Regions from separate parts of the Sus scrofa genome. Here all the other regions are linked to region 2. A link is a contact called in public HiChIP or PLAC-seq data. All regions are on one chromosome and are shown on one strand. The core of a region is the stretch at or near the end of the contact, and the rest is flanking DNA. Distances in the headings are between cores, read along the strand shown. Region 1 overlaps TBX15 (T-box transcription factor TBX15). Region 2 has its middle 180 kb from the start of SPAG17. Region 3 has its middle 120 kb from the start of TBX15.

What was found. HiChIP or PLAC-seq counts read pairs in DNA pulled down with a chosen protein or histone mark.
Region 1: a contact with region 2 is called in an H3K27ac HiChIP or PLAC-seq map of skeletal muscle. The contact joins two enhancer-like sites. A contact is called at or near these places in 1 of 47 Hi-C or Micro-C datasets (skeletal muscle) and 1 of 2 datasets of contacts at active chromatin or transcription factors (skeletal muscle).
Region 3: a contact with region 2 is called in an H3K27ac HiChIP or PLAC-seq map of skeletal muscle, with 4 times the contacts expected there. The contact joins two enhancer-like sites. A contact is called at or near these places in 1 of 47 Hi-C or Micro-C datasets (skeletal muscle) and 1 of 2 datasets of contacts at active chromatin or transcription factors (skeletal muscle).

What each region holds. Positions count from the first base shown.
Region 1 is chr4:102,014,813-102,019,507 of Sscrofa11.1, forward strand. TBX15 (T-box transcription factor TBX15) reads left to right here. Exons shown (of 12, transcript XM_001926903.7): 10 at 4,095-4,192. Among named protein-coding and RNA genes, the nearest start is that of TBX15, 98 kb to the left of the region's middle. Within about 2 kb of position 2,914, at least 1 of the 83 cell types and tissues checked has an H3K27ac peak or open chromatin away from gene starts, as enhancers often do. A contact at or near this core is called in skeletal muscle, where this site is marked.
Region 2 is chr4:102,409,162-102,413,923 of Sscrofa11.1, forward strand. No RefSeq gene overlaps it. Among named protein-coding and RNA genes, the nearest start is that of SPAG17, 180 kb to the right of the region's middle. Within about 2 kb of position 1,845, at least 4 of the 83 cell types and tissues checked have an H3K27ac peak or open chromatin away from gene starts, as enhancers often do. A contact at or near this core is called in skeletal muscle, where this site is marked.
Region 3 is chr4:102,033,628-102,038,759 of Sscrofa11.1, forward strand. No RefSeq gene overlaps it. Among named protein-coding and RNA genes, the nearest start is that of TBX15, 120 kb to the left of the region's middle. Within about 2 kb of position 3,469, at least 1 of the 83 cell types and tissues checked has an H3K27ac peak or open chromatin away from gene starts, as enhancers often do. A contact at or near this core is called in skeletal muscle, where this site is marked.

The sequences.
Region 1 (4,695 bases), core at 1,664-4,163, 390 kb before region 2:
GGGGGCCACTTGCCAGTTTGATCATCTCTGATTGGAGACTTCAAAGATGACATCAGGGCCCTGGTGTCCCCCAGACCCAGAGAGACCCACCATGTGGGACATGTTAATGACATAGAGTCATCTGAGACGGCTTTTTTTTAAAAAAAATCTGTAAGACAACGAGTTTACTTTTAAGAACCCTGAGATAAAGTTTTACAAAGCAAGGGTGTAATGATGATGAATAAGTAAACAGTGTGTTGCTGAGTATAAACTAAATAGACACCCAAGTGGCTGAGGATGTGAGTGGGTAGTTGGCAAGGATTCTTGTAGGAGAAGATGAGGGGAGGAATGGCTGGCGTCTGCTAGGGGGACTCAGACTCCACTGGAGGTCGGGAATTCCGTGACCGGAATAGAAGAAACCAAAAGAAAATTGAAACTGAGTCCAGAAAGGCACCAAAAGCTATGTGGCGTAGAAGGAATTCCCAAGTCTCCAATACTGGAGGGTGCTTTCTGTCTTCAGAGACTTGATTTGATATCAAGTTGTTCCTCTAAGTTGTAGGCTTAGAAAAATGAATGCTGGTTAAAGCTCAGAAAATAGTCATGAAAATAGGATGAATGTTCATTCCTTTACCTATTAATTTAATGCACAGTAATTGAAGTCCTGCCATGTCATAGGCATTGTGCTAAGTGCTGGGATATAGAAAACCATGGTGGAGAGTGAATGAGCTAATACGTAGCTTGCCACGGCACATCACCAAATCCTGATGAATGGAATTAGTCGTTTTGAACAGTTAGATCTCTCCAGTGAAGCTTAATGGAGTTGGAGGACAAATAAGATGTGGCATATGGTAAGCACATAGGATTAATTTTTTAAAAAGAGGTAGACTCTGAATATATACATAGATTCAGTAAGGTCTAGGGTAAACCTATGAGAGACAGATCTACAGCAGATTAGTAAAGTGTGGTTGGGAATGTGCACTTAGCCATTAGGTTTTGGTAGTCATTACCCCTCCCCCTCCCAACACGCGCTCAACTTTACCACCAAAAAGACCCTTGTTGTGACAGACACCGGGCCTGGATGCACCACGGTTGTGTTCGTATGTAGCGTGTCATACATTACAGTCTTCACAGCTGAGAAGGGTCTTCCTGATGAGGATGTGGAAAATATCTGGCCCGCTTACCATTTACCCATTGGTAATGGGACCAGAGGGTAAAAGTTACATCAGAGATTTCAGCCCAAGATCAGAAAGAACTTTCCTTTTTTCTCCCCATTAAAAAAAAATCTCCGTGTTTTGTTTTTTCCTTTTTTAATTATAGTTGATTTACAGTGTTTCTTCAATTTCTGGTGTACAACAAAGTGACCCAATCACACGCCGTTCCCTGGGCTGTACAGTAGGGCCCCATCTCTCTTTATTTTGAACGCATGTTGCATTTACAGAAAATTTCCAGAAATGATACAGAGAGTTTCCATATCTCCTCACTTGACTTCTCAGGTTTACCATCTTTCATAGCCATTGTGCAGGTGTCAGAACCAGAGAATCACCACTGGTGCGGGACTCTTAGCTAAACACTTTTTCTGATTTTCTACTGGGTTTTCCACTATTGTTTTCATACTGTCCCAGAGTCCCTCTCTGTAACCAAAGGTCATTTCTCCTTCTTCCCTTCCTCCTTCTCCTCCTCCTGTGGGTGGAACAGTTCCTCACCTTCCGTAGCTTTGATACTTTGGCAGGGTGACTTTGTTGAATGTTCCTTAATGTGCGTTCATCAGATGTCTTTTCATGATTGGGCTGAGGTTATGCTGTGTGGGCAGGCCCCACACAAAGGTGATTTCCTTCTCAGAGCATCTAGAAACAACTTTCTAACAGATCTGTCCCAAAACTACATATTTTCCTTGGGAAATGCTCAAGCAGAGGCTGGATAACCTTCTATCCAAGACGGCATCATAGGAAGTAAAAGTAGATGACACCCAACATCCTTTCCAGCTTTTGAATCTATAATTGATTCTACACTGAGTATTTCAGTTGGATTTCGGATGTGGATACATGGATAGGTGGTCACTATCATTATATATAGTTGACTACTTAAATAAAATTGTTGCTATCTTTGCCATCGTCTTTTTGCCCGTTATGGAAATAAAATCAAAGTTCATTTTCTATTCCTTTCGTAAATGTGACATTGGCAGTCTACCAGTATATTTATGCTATGTCACAGTCTATCACTTTATGAAATGAGAAGGGACTGTTCTTTGACCTTGAGTTAATATTTTGTCCCCATCATTGGTACACGTTCCCAGGAAGAATGGAATAGGAAGTGGAACAATAGAGACCTTGCTCTGTGCAGTGAGCCTCTCGGGCCATTAAAGGGAATCCTAAGATGTTCTGGTGAGCCCCCAACATTCCAAAACAAGGCAGTAAGATCTAAGCCTGGCCTGTCTATTTTTTTATATTCATCAAGGCTCTGCCTGGCTTTATCTGCCTATCCCCTTTTTATTCTGAACTCCCTAATGGCCTGGACTCTTTCTCTTCACAAATAGTTTCATGTACTGTATGCAGCATTAATGCAGGGTGACTATGTGGAGATGTCTTCTATTCCTACTTTTAACAGATTAACAGCTAATAAACACCATGCGACACCCTCTCCTCTCCACCTCTTCTAAAAATACAGAGTTAGATTTGCCAGCATTGGTGTATTTAAAGCCTCCAAGATTCCAGGGAAGACTTTAGAAAGTTAATTGTGCAAGTAAGGCTGGTTCAGAGAGGAAAATTTCCAACACAAAGAGCCAATCAGTGTATCAGCAGCTCATCAGGGAAGAACCTCAAGGGATCTTACAGTCATTTATAAGGAAAGGATATTTGTTCTCACTTGAAATAGAGCCTCGCACTTTCTTCTCGCTGTGCCACACTGACAAGAACGTTGGGGACATCTTACCTAGTAGCACAAGCAGCCCAAGCTCCATCTCAAGAGGGAAGGCGTGTCTTTTCCAGGCAAGGACACCATGTTACCTTCCGGTGACTGCTGTAGAAGGATGTCTGCCACCTGCTCTTCCCTACCCTCCTTCTCCTGCCTTCCTCAGAGTCCCCGAGCTTCCCGTCCTCCACTCAGCTGGAAGTGAAGCCCTTAGTTTGAAAGAAAAGTCAGTAATCAGAAGCTGTGTTCAGAGTTTTAAACAAAGCACCCATCAGTGATCTGTTCTGAGGATATGGAATATCAGCAAGAACGTGTCTAAGATAATCCAGATTACCTGGATAATTATGTTAAAACAATGTCCATCAGCACATTGTGCGTGTGTATGATAGAGAGAATTTATTGAAGGATAAATTGGGCAGTGTGCACATAGTTCTATTACTAGAATTTCCAGAATCAGTGAAACAGACGTCTTAGAGTAATGCTCTTGTACAATATTGGATGTTTCCTTGAGTCCCAATTATATGACTCTCAAAGACCAGCTCGACTGTAAGATACAGACAAATATTCGCGGAAATGTATTAGTCTTTTTGTTTGAGGTCTATCTTCTGGGACCAAACGGTCTGTGTGCCTCCAGGTAGGTATTTCTCGTTGCAGCAGAAACTCCAGTGTATTTGATTGCTTACCTCTCCCTCTGTCTCTATTGCCCTGCCTGTCTCCCCTTATTTAAGAAGCCTTTAAAGGCACAGCAATGTGACAGTTTCACTGATGCCACATACCCGGTGGTGGAGTTGACTCTGGGACAGGCTGTGTCAAGGCCCCGTGGTAATGCTGATGACATTGCCCTGTGCTAGAGAAACCATCAGTGCTACTCTCTTCTCCACTCTATTCCTATCAGCTGCGACCTTGACCTTTAACACGTAACATGTGCATGTTTTTTTCATGCAGGCCACACCTTCTTTGAAGAAAGGGCAGTGTGCAATGCCGCCATAGCTATGACTTGCTTGCAAGTAATCTGAATTGGGTTAATTTCTCCTTTCTCCGGCCTCCCTGTACCCTGTGTTCTTCCAGACTATTTCTCCTTGGTGGTGATTTGTCTCAGTGCCTATGCATATACCACTTCAGACAGACCATCTCAGGAATTTTTTTGAAAAGTCGGCGTGTTTCTTGGGGTTATTTACAACTTCCTTTGCTGGCTTTTCCTTCTGTAGAACCGGACTGGAAGCCATCATGGAGACGTATGCCTTCTGGAGACCCCCGGTGCGCACGCTCACCTTTGAAGATTTCACCACCATGCAAAAGCAGCAAGGTAAAGCCCCGGGCAGGGCCTCTGCTCAGAGCGAGTGCGGGGGAGGGGGTGGGAGCTGAACTGAATATAGCACCCCGGCCCCAAGCCAAGCCACGAGTTCCACCGACTTTCCTGGAACGGGGAGTACTAGGTAGCTCTAGAAATAACCTAAGCATCGCCGCTCGTGCTAGCGAGCCAGTGCCAGCGCCAGAGTGGCGTTTCACCTGGCACCCGCTCTTCTCTCTCCCTCCCCCAAAGCAAGGCTACCTTCATGATTATGGTGGGGGTGAAATTATTATCTCTATCATGAAGCACTCACATGGCCCTTGCAATTTGAAGAGATCGTCACAAGAATTTCATCTTATTGCTCATGGCAGCCTTAGCAGTTTTTTTATTCTCGTTTTGTAGATGAGAAGCAACTTAGCTCCTGACACTGGGAATAAATGGCTCGGGTCTGACAGTGTGAAGGGGGCTGCTGCAAGCCCCTCTGAATCTTAGAACTCGTGTCCTCTCTTTTGCTAACA
Region 2 (4,762 bases), core at 595-3,094:
AAATATTTTATAATTAATTTTTTTAAATATTCTTTTCCTATGTTCACCTATCCTCTCCTTCTGGTCCTATAATTACAGATATATTGAAACTTTTCATTATTTCCCACAAATCACTAAAGTCTGTTTATTTTCATTTCCCACTGTTCATTATTTCTACTTGACAGCCTTTTCTTTCCCTGTGCACTTTGTCTAGTTCTAATGCTACGTTTTCAAATTCACTAATATTTTCTTCTGTAGTATCTAATGTGTTAACCCATCAGGCAAATTTTTCACTTCAGATATTGTATTTTATGGTTCTAAAATTTCCATTTGGTTCCTTTTGTTAGTCTCCATTTTTGAGATTCCTATTTATGATCAAAATTTCCCCTTAAACTCATGAGTATATTTATAGTAGATGATTAATTTTTATGTGTAAATTCTATTAATTCTTTTTTTAAAAATTTCTCTTCTAAAGAGTGCTAGTTTCAACTCTATTTTTAGGATTCTAAGAAATGGCTACATCAGATAGGGATAGCTCATCTCCAAAAGATATGGGTCAAATTCTCTACCAAATTTCCTGGGGTGGATGGCATTCACATCTCCTGTTTTTTCTGGGGAATGGTATAAAAGCTTAGGTTACCAGCAAAGCCCTGATGCTCTTTCAGAAAGCTCCTCAGACCTACACTTTGTTCCATGATAATGAACTATAGAAACAACCTTTAGTATTAATATCCACCACCACACCTGATAAGAAAAGGTATTCATTCTTCAAGTACTTAAAAATTAGATCTGAATCCCCTCTATGGTCTTAAAAGATGGGTATCATTATCTTTATTTCTTAGAAAATTATCTCAGACTCACAGAAGTTCTAAATAGGTGTGTCTTTCTCCAAATACCATGTATTTGGTATTATTGCCTCTTGTCTCTGGATAGCTTGTCTACGAATGTTCACTAAAGACCCACTCACTATATGGTCCTGATGTAATGCACAACCAGTATGCCACTCAATTGTTACATACATTTTCCTGATCCTGTTTATGGTAATAATTTCTCCCTTCAATCACCCTTTCTTATTTATTCAGAAAATATACTGAAAGAGGGCTCGATTCATCAGACTCTTGACTTCTACATGGCACCCTTAAACTCAGAAATTAACTCCCTGAAAGCTTTATAAACCTAGAAATAAATGCAGATATCAAGATACCACCTATAATTTAGGAGAATAAATGCTATCCAAGATATATTTGGTCTCTGATGTCAACAACACTTTTCATACATTTCTACACAGCCAAGTAGCCACTTTAATCTAGACCAGTTATCACATGGTTTTTCTTAATGGAAAAAGAGAGGAAGTTGAGTTTCTTAACCCATGAAATGCCTATTTATCTGGAAATATTTCTGCAGAGAAGGGTACTTCTCACCCAAGGCCTTCCAGAGGTTTAGGTTCTTGCTTCATCTTAATCACACATACATGTACCTGATTCAGTCTGATTAGATAAAGCTCAAGTGGCTACTATCCAGAGTTCCAACTTTCCCAGAAAGGCTGTAGAAAGTGTACATTTGAAACCATGCTCTTCTCAGTCATGAAAAATTTCCCCCACAATTGAAATATTTTTAAGAAATCCTCACAGTTGATACCTCAACCAAGACTGGAATGTTTTAGGCCACAGCCATTCTGTAGGGTTAGCTCTTGCTTTGCAATGAGGTTCAGCTATTAGCTATTCAATGAGTGCCTAACTTGTACATTCTCACTAAAGATTAATTTGGCTGCCTTACAACATCTGTGTTCTGCTGACTCCTATCTGTTCCCCAGGCTGCAAGGCCAAGCTCATCCATCATCACAGACAAGCACTTGGAAGCCACCCCTTGCTGTTGCTTCTACATATCAAAGAGTGAGTCAATTTAAGCAGGGAGATTCCTGGAGTGGCCTGTTCCAGGGGCTTCCTCTTCTCAAAAGCCCTTCCCAGGTCTCCCTACTTGCCTTTTGGGGCTGAATACTGTGAAGGCATGAACACAGCTGAGTCCTTGAGAGCACAGCAAATGGAGCATGCTGAAAGGTGGCTTTACAGAAGCATTACAGCCACCAAGAATCTGGAGACATTTCTGCCACAGCTCCCTAACCAAAATAGAAATTGCTGAAATTTAACCTGAGAACTGTTGTTGAAAACAAGTGCAAGTATTTTAGTTAATGGAAGCCATTCCAAGGGGTTTCAAGAACCTGGTGTCCTGTGTTTCTGCCCTAAAGCTCTTGTTGCTTGCTGACAGAGTGCTGCAGGTGAACACAGAAATATTCCAAGTGTGCAGTTAAGAGATTTTCCTGAAGAGCTGAGAGAAATCCATAAGCACTGGCACTCTTCAGAGGCAGAGATCCACACACACTGGGCACCTAGATCACAAAAGGGCTCTCTGCACTGGCAGAGATGGCTGCCTTGTTTACAACTTGCTTGTGATGCCCAGATTCCCACAGGCAGAACCCTGACCTGCTACCAACTACACACATCACAGACAGGACCGTTGCCTCAGGTATAGGTGGCTATGAAATGCATTCACATGCATAACTCACAGACCAAGTGAAGATATGGAGCTGAAGATGATACAAGTAGCTTGGAGATGTAGGAAATTTCCTGATAACTGAAGTTCTCAAGCCTCTGCTGGTAAACCCTAGGATAAGAAAGCATACAGAGGATTTAAGTATCACATGAGCTGCTTTTCAAAAGACTGTCTTTGAGGACTCTTCCAACCCCTATCCTATGAATTCTCCAATCAATAGCACATACTGTCAAACCAAAAGCAGCCCTTAATGCCAAAAACAGAGTTAACCCACACACAATCTACCCAGGGAAGCGCCCACATATAAATAGCTCTCCAGAACTACTGTAAATAACTGTTTCCCATAAAGTCACAGAGTAAGAAAAATATACGCAAAATGAAGATGCACAGGAATGATTCCCAGTTAAAGGAAGAGGAGAATTCCACTGAAGGAGCAAACAATGATAGAGTATGCTTCAGTCTAACAGACACAGAATTCAAAAAGGAGATAATGAAAATACTTAAGGAGTTAAGAATGATTATCAATGGTAAGGCAGATTATTATAAAAAGAAACTAGAAACTATAAGGAGGAACAAGAAAAATTAGAAAATTCATTTTCCAAGATGAAAGCTCAGCTAAAGGTAATGAATAGCAGAATGAATAATGCAGAAGAATGAATAAGTGACTTGGAAGATAGGATAATGGAAATTACTCAATCAGTACAGCATACAGAAAGCTGAATGAAAAAAAAATGAAAGCAATATGAGATCTATGGGATAATATAAAGCATGCCTATCTACATAGAGATCTCAGAAGGAGAAAAGGGGACTGAAAATTCATTTAAAGAAATTAGGGCTGAAAATTTCCCCCTAAAATAAACAAATAAATAAATAAATATTACACACACACACACACACACACACACACACATTTTTTTTGGTCTTTTTTAGGGCTGTACCCATGGCATATGGAGGTTCCCAGGCTGGGAGTCAAATTGGAGCTGTAGCTGCTGGCTTATGCCACAGCCACAGCTGAAGCACAGGATCCGAGCTGGGTCTATGACCTACACCACAGCTCACAGCAATGCTGGATCCTTGACCCACTAGAAGGCCAAGGATTGAACTTGTGTCCTCATGGATGCTAGTCAGATTCATTTCTGCTGAGCCACAATGGGAACCCCTCAAAATATATTAAAAGTGGCAAGATACATTAAAAGTTCTAAAAGGGAAAAATTTGCAACCTAGAATACTCTACCCAGCAAAATTATCATTTAAAATAGGAGAAATAAAGAATTTTTCAGACAAGCCAAAACTAAAAGAATACAGCAATACTAAACCTATCCTAAAAGAAATATTGAAAGGCCACCTCTAAATAAGAATTAAAGGATACAGAATGGAGGAAATCACAATTGGAAAGTTATCAGTTAAATATATAGCATACAGCTAGTATACAGATCAAAAAGAAAAAAGAAAAAACTATTTGTGAAAGAAATGATAAACACAACAAAGGACAGCAAAAGGATAAACATTAGATGTAAAAAAGGACATCAAAATAAAAATTTGTAGGGAAGGAGAGTAAGAAAATCTAGAACTTTTTTAAGAATGTGTTTGAGCCTATATGACTATCTGTCTAAAGCAAGCAGATACATGAAGGGGTTAACACAGTCAAAAAACAGGGCAACAAAAAACCAAAATCAAACAATACATTTACAAAAACCAAAAATAAGAGGATATAAGGACAAAATAAAAGGAAATCATCAAACCACAAAAATAAAAAGAAAGGAACAAAGAAACATAGAATCAGTTGGAAAACAAGGTTTAAAATGGCAATACTTATGCACTTATAATTACATTAAATATCAATGGACTGAATGCTCCAATCAAAAGACATAAAGTGGCAGAATGGATGAATGGATAAAAAAACAAGAGCCTACAATGTGTTGACTACAAGTGGCCCACCTTAGGGCAAAGGACACATACAGACTGAAAGTGAGGGGATAGAAAAGATATTTTAGGCATGGAAACAAGAAAGTGGGAGTCACAATATTCATATTAGACAAAATAGACTTTAAAACAAAGGCCTTAAAGAAATATAAAAAAGAGACTATTTAATGATAAAAGGATCAATTCAAGAGGATAGTACCCTCGTCAACATATATGCCCCTAATATAGAAGCACACAAATACATAAAACAAATACTAATAGACATAAGAGAAACTGATGGGAATATGAAAATAATAGGAGAATTTAACAC
Region 3 (5,132 bases), core at 2,219-4,718, 370 kb before region 2:
AGCCTGGGAATTTCCATGTGCCTCAGGTTCAGTCCTAAAAAGCAAAAATCACCCCTGCCCAAACCTGAAAACACACTCCTGTTTTAAAATCTTGCAGTCAACACTTGGCTTCATAATGGTAGGCCAAGAACATTGGCATATGGAGCTTACGGTTATTTCGTAACTGGTTTAACAGCATACCAAACATTGTTCACTGGTCTACGAGTTGTTGAGGTTTTAGGTAATAGACGTGCTGAGCAGCAAACTTGACGTAGAATCTCCATATTTTCATTTATAGTAAGAAAAATAAATTTCAGTAATCATTCAAGAGTGTTAAGTACAGAAAATTTATGTAATTTGGATGAATTAGCACAATCCAAGTTGGTAACATTTGAATTATGGCATATATTTCTATCTGTAACTGAGAGAGTAACAAAAATATTTATTTTGATACAAACTCGATAAAGAACTAAGAATATGCTCCACTCTGTTATCTTTAATGGTGAAAATTTATTTTAATTGGCACAATGGTTGCATACGGAGGGCTAGGGACAGATTATTCTGTGAGATAAGATGATTTACCCTTGCTTATATTTTTTGAGGAAAGGCTGATTTACTACTCTTTGATCCTCAGGATCCCAATATGAACCTCAAAACATAGTCATTCTTATTGTTGAATTTGTTGGCCAAACCCATTTTTCAAGGACGGTGCAAAATGGCTGAATTTACTTCAAAATAATGGGACCCAAGTAATGAAGATTTTTCGTTCTTCACTTAGTATTCTGTGACAGGTTAGAGTAACTTACTTTAGATACGAACTTGGCAGCATCCATGACACATAATAGAGGGTTTTAAAAAATACACATCATAGTTTTATCCTTGAAAGTGTTCCCTTTGCAGGCAGTCATGCACATGTGAGGCAGATGATATGAAAGGCTCTGAAAATTAGAGAAGATGCTCAGTGTAAGAAGGTGAAGGTGGGGCTGTTTTCACTGGGGAGGTGGAACTTGAATGAGATTTGAAGGATGCTCAGAATTTCTAAAGAAGTCAGGAATGACAGGCTAGGGTTGTGATAACATTTTATTTTATTTTATTTTATTTTATTTTGTCTTTTTGTCTTTTCTAGGGTCACACCTGTGGCATATGGAGGTTCCCAGGCTAGGGGTCCAATCGGAGCTGTAGCCGCCAGCCTACGCCAGAGCCACAGCAACGCAGGATCCTTAACCCACTGAACCAGACCAAGGATTGAACCCGCAACCTCATGGTTCCTAGTCGGATTCACCAACCACTGAGCCACGACGGAAACTCCATGAAATAACGTTTTAAAAGTTAATATAATAAATAAGTTTTGGAGGAAAAACCATAGCATCTCAATGCAGACCTAGCAATTTAATAAAACTGAAGATATTCAGAAGATTCTTGCAGCCTATTGACTAATGTCCCCTTTCATGAAATATGTTATCATTAGTGGGAGTGTTGAGGGCTGAGACAGGAGGGCAGAGCTGTTTGGCTAAAGACAAATCTTTGATTCATTGCTTAGTACTTAGGATTTCAGAGAAGCTGCCCTGTACCAATTTGCATTCAAATAGCTAAATGAGAGTTGTCTTCTCAAGGAAACCCCTTCACAAAGATACATTTCACAAAGCTTTTCTGCTTATGATTGTCAACTGGAGATTTGATTTCCAGAGAGGGCCATGACCTTCATTCATTCGATTCAATAAATACTTATTGAATGGCCTACTCTATATCAAGTACTGCCCTCACTCAACATGAAGACCAAGAAGTGAACAATTAAATTTGATCCTGCCTTCAAAGAGTTCATGGTCTGCTGCGAGAGAGACATAGAATGTGCCAGCAAACAATCTAATAATATAATTTCAGGTTGCATACATCATTTTGAGGAAATTAGAAGTAATAGGATGATAGAGAGTGACTGGGGATTGAGGATAATGACTCATCCAGACAGGGTTTTCTAAGAGGGCTCCTCTAAGGAGGTGGCATTTGAGTTAATAAAAATGCAGACCTTATCAGAGAATTTGCTTGCTCTAACTTATGCCAAGGGCAGCCATATCCTCCCTGGAAGATGTGCTTGGCTAGTGTCACATCAGCTGAGGCCGGGCATTTTTGCCTTTCCAAGGGCTTTGTAGCACTGATACTTACTGAAGTGCTGCTGCAGGTCTTCTGGACTAGGGCCATTTAGAGCCTCCCCAAATCTGGATCTATCTTCCACAAGGTCTCAATAAATCCTCTCAGAGGATGAGAGTCATTCTTTCTCTTTGATGTTATTAAAAAGTTAAAATGAATGATCAAACAACAATTTATTAATAACAATTAGATCCATAATGAACAGTTAATAAGAAAACACTAAATATGGCTTAGCATCCTACAGAACTGTTCTATGTAATAGAGGAAAATAAAAAATTTCTGCCTTCAAGAGTATTTCAGCCTAGTTGAGGAGTTAAGATATATACACATGAAACAGAACAATAAAAGCATTAAATTGGTGGTAAAGACCATATATGTGGCAGAATTTTAGAACAAAGCAAATTTTTATTATCTTTATTACATGTTCCACATTGCGCAAAGTTATCCTATAATCCTTACAAGCACCCTCCAGGATTTATATTTCAATCCCTATTTTACAGTTGGGGAAACTGAAACTCATACAGGCTTAGTAATGTGCACAAAATTAACAGAGCTTACATGCAACAAAGGGCTCTATTCTAGGCCTTTTTCACTACCGTCTTTTTCAAAAAATTAGATTTATAAGGTCAATAATAAAGAGAGGTGTTCACGGAGTAGGTTGAACGTGAATGGTCCTTTGAAGAATTCATGGAAACTGTAGGCACTGAGGAGGAAGGACGGTGTCCCAGTGTGGTTGGGAAGCAGCACAGTGAAGACAAGAATTGTCTGCATGAGACAGTGAGATACCGTAATTCTCCTAAGTCAAATCTCAAAAACCTTAAGTCATGCATTCTCCCCGGGGTTCCTAGTACCGTGACTCTAGATTAAACACCCCCCCACACACATTTTTTTTAAATGATTTTTGTCTTTTTCTTAATAGCTGGTTTGCAGTGTTCTCCCCCTACTTTTGTTTTGTTTTTTGATTCAGATATCCTTCATTTATAAAACTGTGTAAATTGCCTTAGCAATTAAGTGTAGGTTTTTTTAATAGTGTTTTTTTATTTTTCTCCCCCTACTTTTTAAAATCATACCCATGACCTGCAAAAGTTCTGGGGGGTGGGATCAAACCCAAACCACAGCAGAGAGCTCCAAGCCTCAGGGGTGACAATGCTGGATGCTTAATCCACCGCACCACCTGGGAACTTCTGGATTCCCTTTTCTTCTGTGAGATGTCCCGTGTGGGGCCAGGCCACTGAAGATGGCTGTCCTCTTGCTTTCCGGACACCCCCTCCGGACCAGTGCCTGCCTCACCTACAATTACTCTACATAACCGATCTTCCTACATACTGGCCCCAGGCCCCAGCTGATGATTGTTCTAGCTTTAGGTCAGAACTCTTCACTTTGCTCATCAAAGGGGTGGTGAGGGACTTGCCCCTCAGCTGGTTTCCTTGGTGACCAATGAGCCCACCTGAGGTCAATTGCCCTTATAACTGATAAACCCTCCCTTCGTTCGGAGTGAAGCCTGCTGCCATGACCTGCTCCCCTTCTGCTGCACAAAGTGGTGTGTTGCTCCAGGACTCTGCTTCAGACCTGTAAGCTTTCCCCATCCATTGACGCACTGATGTCCCTGTTGCTAATTCCAGGCTATTTCTTGAAGCTGGGCTTGCAGCCTGCGGGGTTGGGCAATTCAGGATTCCCTCAGTGTCTCAGTGGGAACCTTCCCTCTGGAAAGGACCAGTGGGGACTGGGTGGTGCTAGAGGAGTCAAGTTACGTCCCCCCAACACGTCCCCCTAACCTTCTCCCCCAGCCAGCTCCCCAGCTGCCATGCTCCTTGTGTCGGCCCAGAGCCTTTGCTTTCTCCAGCCAGGCACGCAGCGCCACGTGGGATGGTGAAAGGGGAGACTTGCTGCTTAAGGCTGAGAAAACATTCATCATCATTGCACTGTCAAGGGGAGCAGAATATGCCGCCCCAAATATACCACTTTGGCCTGTGGATTCTTTTGAGCTGAAGGCAATCAAGACCCAGCAGATTGGGGAGAAACGTTGACCTCTCCCTTAATTACCTAAACGAATTTAGATAGGGAGCCTGTACCAGAAAAGACGCTATTACCAGAGACACCTTTTTTTTTATCTGAAAGACTTACTTGCGTGGGAGGGCAAACTTCTAACAACCAAACATCAGCTGCTGTTACCTTCCCAAGAATGGCCCTCCTCCCTGTTTCCAAGCCCCAGGCTCCTAGGACCTTCCTGAGCTCAGAAAGGCAGATAAGCCTCCATTGCCCCACTTGCTCTTTAGTTTCCTATCTTTGAGGGCTTCTGCATATATGGAATTAAAAGTGTTTTTAGGAGTTCCCGTGTGGCGCAGTGGTTAATGAATATGACTAGGAACCATGAGGTTGCCGGTTCGATCCCTGGCCTTGCTCACTGGGTTAAGGATCTGGCATTGCCGTGAGCTGTGGTGTAGGTTGCAGACGCGGCTCGGATCCCGAGTGGTTGTGGCTCTGGCGTGGGCTAGCAGCTTCATCTCCGATTTGATCACTAGTCTGGGAACCTCCATATGCCGTGCATTCGGCCCTAGAAAAGGCAAAAAGACACACACACACAAAGTGTTTTTATTCTGTTAATCTCACTTACGTCAATTGAATTATTCAATCAGCCAAATAACCTAGAAATTCAGAAGGGAAAATTTTCTGCCCCATAAGTGCTCACTCATCTTTTGTGGGTCCTCCTAACAGCATTTCCTAATTCACATGCTTCCTACTCATACTTTTTGCTTTTATTAAACTTTACTGCAGGCCCTATAGAGGCACAGGAAACCAGAGATTTGGAATCCTTGTTCATTCTTTTACTCAGTAAAGCTGAAACGGACCAAGGGGACAGCCAAGGGATAGCCAAGTCCACCCTTCTGCAATTCTCATTCTAAGAGAAGCTCCTGGACTCCAAGAAAAGGAATCTCAGAGTTCTCCCCATCTTTACTGCACATGCTTCACCCAACCATGGGCTGCTACAGCCCTTCCTGGGCTGTCTC